Regions from separate parts of the Capsicum annuum genome. Here region 1 is linked to region 2. Evidence: chromatin contacts called from public Hi-C data. All regions are on one chromosome and are shown on one strand. Each heading gives the region's core, a stretch centred on a gene start, on an enhancer-like site or on the middle of the called end of the contact. The rest is flanking DNA. Distances are from core to core; before and after follow the strand shown.

The links. Hi-C and Micro-C count contacts between places; a contact is called where the count stands out from the background.
Region 1: a contact with region 2 is called in a Hi-C map of placenta, with 2.3 times the contacts expected there. The contact joins the enhancer-like site here to the promoter of LOC107863513 in region 2. A contact is called at or near these places in 2 of 5 Hi-C or Micro-C datasets (leaf and placenta).

The regions. Positions count from the first base shown.
Region 1 is chr2:127,874,355-127,878,154 of UCD10Xv1.1, reverse strand. No RefSeq gene overlaps it. Among protein-coding and RNA genes, the nearest start is that of LOC124896005, 6.8 kb to the left of the region's middle. Within about 2 kb of position 2,449, at least 5 of the 5 cell types and tissues checked have an H3K27ac peak or open chromatin away from gene starts, as enhancers often do. A contact at or near this core is called in leaf, where this site is marked.
Region 2 is chr2:127,837,124-127,840,728 of UCD10Xv1.1, reverse strand. LOC107863513 (receptor-like protein kinase HSL1) reads left to right here and starts at 1,405. Exons shown (of 2, transcript XM_016709451.2): 1 at 1,405-3,605. The coding sequence starts at 1,571.

The DNA of each region.
Region 1 (3,800 bases), core at 1,200-3,699, 36 kb before region 2:
GGAAGTGGTTGGAAAAAGAGAGGCCCTACGTGCTTACAATGTCCCTTTCTCTCATTGTGTGTTTCTACTCGTGAATACATCTTGAATAAGAATCGTGTCTTTGGTGCCTTTCTTCACTACTTATATGCATATGATGATATTCATGATGTTGTTGGATATACATCGTATGACAGACGTAGTCTCAATTTTTATTCCTTATTTCTTATTGTTCATCCAAGATCTTTCCTTTGTGATGTTGTACAAAAGCTTTTCATAATTAACATAAATGATCCTTGGCTGTACTTCAAGTATGTACCACCCTGGCATAATAATGCTAATTGTTTATTTTGCTAACCCTAACCTCGTGTCATAAGGATGTGTACTTGTTTGTCTTCTCTTGATTTTGCAAGGTGCGGATTCAAGGTCGAATCCTTTTCAAGAAGGGGAGGATGATACACGTACAATCATGCAGACGGACTCATGAGGGCATATGTTGGATCCAAGACTTGGTGTGTGCAATTGAAGTGCAAAAGAGGACCTAAATGCACCAAAAATCAGCCAACATATTACACTTGATAGGCGCCCACTCATACAAGGGTCTTTTGGTAATTTTTGACTTCCACTTTGTAATATACTATATATAGAACCACTTAGGGTTTCATTCATCAGTTATTTATGATATTTTGAGAGTGTGTAACACAAGTCCTCTCTTCTCTAAGCAGCAAATCCGAAATTAGGTGAACACCAAGCATGGAATCACTTGTGTTTTTTGTTATTGGCTTGGAACGTTGGGTGCTTGGGAGATTGAGGTCCCTCTTGTGTCCACGAAGAGTATAGGTGTTCTTGTTACATGTTTCTAAGGGTTTAGGTGTTTAATACACACCTTAGTTCTTAGGCCTTGTAATAATATATGTCTCACTTTCTATCTTTACTTTTGTTGTTGTTATCTTGTGTAGTGGATTGTTTTGGGTCCTTTATTGAATCTGAAACTTGTGTTATTGCTGTTCATCTTGTTCTTCACGTTATTGTTTTGTTGTTGGCTGTTTTGGTGTGAAATACACCATTTTTATTTTGTATTCTTGTTGTATTTGTTCTTTGAACTTGTGGATTGTTTTGGTGTATGTTTTGTGCCTTTTCCTGTATTTTTACGTATTTATCGTATCATCTAACTGGCCCCCCATCCCACCCTATGGCATACCCCTTTCCCAAAAAGTTATTTTTTTAAAAAAATATATATATTCTTTAAAAAAGTCTTACCTCAACCCCATCCTAACCTCCGATCCCCTACCCCACACCCCTCCCCAAAAAATAAAATTTTATTTTTAAAAAAATTAAATTCAAAAATTTTTTTTTACCCCACTCTCGCTATCTATCCAACTTCCCAATCTTATTCAAATTTATTTTCTTGAGTTAGATTTACTAGAAGTAAATATAAATATGTTAGTAGAGGGTCTGAGATTAGTTGAAGATCGTCATCTCACGCCTCTCAAAATCAACATAGACTTCAAGGAAGTAATAACCATGCTGAAATTCGATAACTTACTCTATGATGATTTACTTGATGAATGCAGGTCAAGAATAAGAAGATTAGGGAGGTTCCAGATAAACCAGAATGGAGTAGCAGACGCTATGGCTAAGCCAGGAGCAATGACAGCTGATCTGCAGGAGACATCCATTTTTGTTGTTCCACCAATGTGTGCTCAGAAAGAGGTTTGGACGGGTATAACTGAAACTTATTTAGAAAGATTTTTCAACATTTTTTTAACAAGTACTAATATTGATGGCTCCTCTTGTTTTGTTTTGCAATCAGATTGAGCAAAATCCGATGTTTGTAATTAACTCTAACTTTTAATTCTCTTAATGCAGTTTCCATTAACCAAAAATCAAGAATTAGAGGAAAAAAATATAATTTATCTGAGATTTTTTTCTATGAAGAATTGGGGAAAGATAAGAAACGAGAGCGGTCATTGGGATGTAATATCAAATACACGAAAGACAAAAAAAAAAAGAAAAAAGAAAAAGGATCGGGAACTGAAATTAGTAGGGGCGAACCATTTAGTAATCAAATTTACGACTTGTTACTTCAAAAATTATTGAGTTCTTGTTGGGTTTCTTTATAGCTCAAAGTTGGTGGGTTGAAATTTTATTATTCCTCTGTTTTGAGCTAAAAATGTGAAAAAGAGGAAATCAAATCTGAAAATTTGTTACAGATCTGAAAGTTCGAATATGAAATTTGTGAGTTCAATTGAATGATTGCTTACATTTTAGGATATAACGCAGAAAAAAACAAGATGAAATTTGGTAGTAGATGGCATAGTAATAGCTATTCAATGATTTCATAAATTGTAGTAGAGAAGAAAATCTTTTGAAAAAAGAAAAAGAAAAAAAAAAAAAGAATATTTATACTAGACTTAGGCTTAGGGAGCGGTATGTGGGCCATCTTTATCGATGACTACAAAGTGAAATAATTTTGAACCGAAAGGCCATGTTGTGTACAATAACCCAAACTTGGGCCATTAATATTGAAAATGGCCAACCTGTGTCGTTTTTTCTTTTAATTCCACTAAATGATTCTTTCCTAACTTGGGTCATTTTGGTCAGGTTGTTCAGATACAATTCATATATTATATTGATACAATTCGTAAAAAAAATAGAGCAACGAATTTATGGGTAGAAATTGTATCATTATTGAATGAAATATGCATTTTTCTAATATGACCTGCATAGAATTTGTATCATTGTTATATAAAATATGAATATGTATAAGATGCACATAGAAGTTGTATCTTTATTGTATAGAATATGTATCGAATATGTATCAATGTTGTATGACACTGTCACCAAATGACTTGAAAATAAAATTAAAATTCAATCGCTATATTTTCGTGTTAATAATTTCAACTGAAATACTATTTGCATCGTTTTCCCTTAAACTTTTTTTTCAATTTTTCTGGTAACAAAATCAGGCCTACAAAGAATGATAGCTAGCCCGTTCCACATATGGGGTTAAAAACGGCCCAGTTACTAATATTTAGCCTTTTCCCTTTTATTTTTCTAAAAATTACATAAATACACAACTTATATTTTTAATATTAAAAAAAATTTCAACTTTCTAAACATATTACAAAAATCCCAACATATACACAGAATGCTATGTATATGTCGGCTATGTTATGTATATTAATAGGGAAAGAGAGTAAAGTAATTAAAAAAATGGGAGATGGTATAATTACTTTTAAAATATTGGTATTTATGTTATTTATACTTTATTTTATTTTTAAATATTTGTGGGTGTGTGTTTAGTAGCCAAATAATAGTAGAATGACGTGAAAATTACATGCAGTAACTTAAATGTAAAACATAAAGTTCGGAGAAGAAAATGAATCTAATCAATTAGCTCAACAACTTAAACATTTTATTATTTGTCATACAGAAAAGCTCCCCTACCCACTCTCCACTCTTCTATGGGCGGATCCATGCCAGTTCAGACATCAAGATGCTTAAGTTCCACATTAAAGCCAAAGCACCCAACAATCATTTTTGTCAATGGGTGCTCAACAATACATCATAATCAATTTTACTGTATTTTCTATATAAATATATAAATTTTTTACCGCGGTCAGTGGGTGCTTGCACAAGCACACGGAAAAGACTGCATGAATCCGGCCCTGCACTCTTTCTACTATTTATTAAAATAAAAGTATATTCTTTAAAGAATTAAATTAAGACTTTTTCATAGATATATCCAACAAATCCATGTCTAAATCTTCAGCATAGTTAAAAAGAATCAGTTCAAACGAAGTGGTTATATGTCATGTTTG
Region 2 (3,605 bases), core at 156-2,655:
TGATAGGCTTATGATATTATAATTTCCACAACCTTTATTGCTTGCTGGGAATTTGTTCAAACGATGCTTGTTATCCAAGTTATAAGACTCCTAAACACTTCAATACAAAATGAATCAAAATTAGTCGTATTCAATATTTACATCAAATCGTACTAGTTTAATGAAGCTAGGTAATAAATCAAGATAAAAGTATATCGATTGACTATGAATATTTGATCCAGAAAATTTATTCAATTTTTTTATCAGTACCCACTAGTCATTTACTTGATAATATGAAACCATTAAACTCATTCGAAATTATTGTGAGCCATATTTGACGAAAATGAAAAATAAACAAGGTTTTAACCAAAAAAAAAAATGGACAAAAAAAAGGGACTAGCTTTATTTGCATGTTCTTATGAAAAGTAACTTTGATTTAGGTTTTAAGGTAAGATTAAAAAGTTGAATCCATGTCACAAAAATAATAGTATCTTAATTAAAATTGGACCCACCCCATACAGCATGATAGTTCATGCTACAAAAATTGTGGTGTTCCCGCGATTAGTTATTGTAGCACAAAATGAATTAATTAAATTCTGCATCATTATTTAAAAAATGTTAATACCTTTATTAGAGTATTGAACAGTAAATCCTCTCTCCGTCTATCTTTACATATTTAGTATATTAAAAATAGTTATCTAACTTTATTTATTTAATTTGAATATTTAAAAGATAATTATTATCACATTATGTCTATTTTACCTTATTAGTAAAAATTATTTATTTCTCAATATTTATGACCTATAATTAATGAGTAATATAATAAAATTATTCATTTATTTATTGCTTCTTTGACAAATTAAACATGGACACCATGATAAATAAAGATAGACAAGAAGAAAGTAAATATTATGCATAATACATGAATGCATCTTTTAATTTGACCTCACCTATATTTAGGCCTTCAATTTTAAATGTGCACAAAATATGTGCTTACACTTGTATAAAGTCAATTAAACAAAAAAAAAATCATATCTAACATCTTGTGACAACGCGCATCTTACATATATTATGTTATATAAAATATATTTACTTATCCACTTTTATATAATTTAAATTTCTATTTATACACGTCCATAAATTAAAAGAACGTAAATATTAACTGAAGTGAAAGACTCAAATAAAGAAAACGGTTATGTATTACGCCTAAATATTAACTCAGACAACTAGCATACTGTACCCATCCCATGTAGATAAAACCCATTTTTTGATGCAATTTTATGTACTCATAAAAAAACATAACAAAAGGGAAAAAAAACACCAAAAAAGAAGAATAAAAAACATAATTATTTCCATATTCAAAAAAATATTTGAAAAAGGACAGTATATCACATCACCTTCATCTCCATATAGTAGTTCACTCTATATATAAAAATGAATTTCACTATAAATGTCTATCTCGAAAAACTTACTAACATGTCTTAGTCAGCTTTTACTACTCCCTTTTCCCAAAAAGAAAAATTCACTCTTTCCTCTTTCTTCTTCTTCTTCTTCTTCCTTTGTTCTTTCTTGATCCTCATAAACCCCAAAAATGACATCTTCAATTTCAATAATGTTTCTTCAAATATTGTTTACTCTTTTTCTCCCTGCTTTGGTTTTCTCTCTTAACCAAGAAGGTCTCTATTTACACAATGTGAAACTTGGATTTGATGACCCTGATAATGTTCTGTCTAACTGGAATGAACACGATGATACCCCATGTAACTGGTTTGGTGTTTCATGTGACCAGTTAACTATGTCTGTTACATCATTGGATTTGTCTAATGCTAATGTTGCTGGTCCTTTTCCTTCTTTGCTTTGTCGGTTGAAGAAGCTTCGCTACATTTCGTTGTACAACAATGAAGTTAATACTACTTTGCCTGAAGATTTTTCTGGGTGTGAAGTATTGGAGCATCTTGATTTGGCTCAGAATTTCTTGGTGGGTACACTTCCGGCGAGTGTAGCTGAGCTGCCTAACTTGAAATATCTTGACTTATCGGGGAATAATTTTACCGGCGATATTCCGGCGAGTTTTGGTACTTTCCGGCAGCTTGAGGTTCTTGGGTTAGTTGGGAACTTGCTTGACGGGACTATACCAGGTTTTTTAGGGAATGTTACGACGTTAAAGCAGCTGAATCTGTCGTACAACCCGTTTTCTACGGGTCGGATCCCGCCGGAGCTGGGTAATCTGATGAATCTCGAGGTGTTGTGGCTTTCCGACTGTAATTTGATTGGTGAAGTTCCTGATACGTTGGGAAAGTTGAAGAAGATTGTGGATTTGGACCTTGCTGTAAACTACTTGAATGGGCCGATACCAAGTTGGCTCACTGAGTTGACTAGTGCTGAACAAATTGAGCTGTATAACAACTCGTTTACCGGCGAGTTACCGGTGAATGGGTGGTCGAAAATGACGGCGTTGAGGCGAATTGACGTTTCGATGAACGGGGTTACTGGTACGATTCCGAAGGAGTTGTGTGAGTTGCCACTTGAGTCGCTCAATCTTTATGAGAATCAAATGTTTGGTGAATTGCCACAAGGCATTGCAAATTCGCGGAATTTGTATGAGTTGCGCCTTTTTCACAACCGTTTTCATGGGAGTTTGCCTAAAGAGCTTGGAAAGAATTCACCGTTGTTGTGGATTGATGTGTCGGAGAATGAATTTTCTGGTGAAATTCCAGAAAATTTGTGTGGGAATGGGTTCTTGGAGGAGCTTTTGATGATCGGTAACTTACTTTCCGGTGAAATACCGGTGAGTTTGAGTGAATGCAGGAGCTTACTGCGGGTGAGACTGGCTCACAACCAGTTATCTGGTGATGTTCCGGCGGGGTTTTGGGGTTTGCCACACCTTTCCCTGCTTGAGCTCATGGACAATTCACTCACCGGGGATATTGCGAAGACTATAGCTGGTGCGTCAAATTTATCAGCTTTGATTTTGTCCAAGAACAAATTTTCGGGTTCCATTCCTGAGGAGATTGGTTCATTGGAGAATCTTCTTGATTTTGTTGGTAATAATAACCAGTTTTCTGGGCCTTTGCCTGCAAGTTTGGTGATTCTTGGACAATTGGGAAGGCTGGATCTTCACAACAATGAGTTAACTGGTAAGCTTCCAAGTGGGATTCATTCTTTGAAGAAATTGAATGAATTGAACCTGGCAAACAATGATCTTTCTGGAGAAATCCCCAAGGAAATTGGGAGCTTGTCTGTTTTGAATTATCTTGATCTATCAGGGAACCAGTTTTCAGGGAAAATTCCAGCGGAGTTGCAGAATTTGAAGCTCAATCAGCTGAACTTGTCGAACAATGACCTTTCGGGTGATATCCCCCCTGTTTATGCAAAAGAAATGTATAAGAGTAGCTTTTTGGGGAATGCTGGTCTTTGTGGAGACATTGAGGGCTTGTGTGAAGGAACAGCTGAAGGTAAAACTGCTGGTTATGTTTGGTTATTGAGGTTACTCTTCACCCTTGCTGGATTGGTGTTTGTAGTTGGGGTTGTTTGGTTCTACTGGAAGTATAAGAACTTTAAGGAAGCTAAAAGGGCTATTGATAAGTCTAAATGGACTTTGATGTCGTTTCATAAATTGGGTTTCA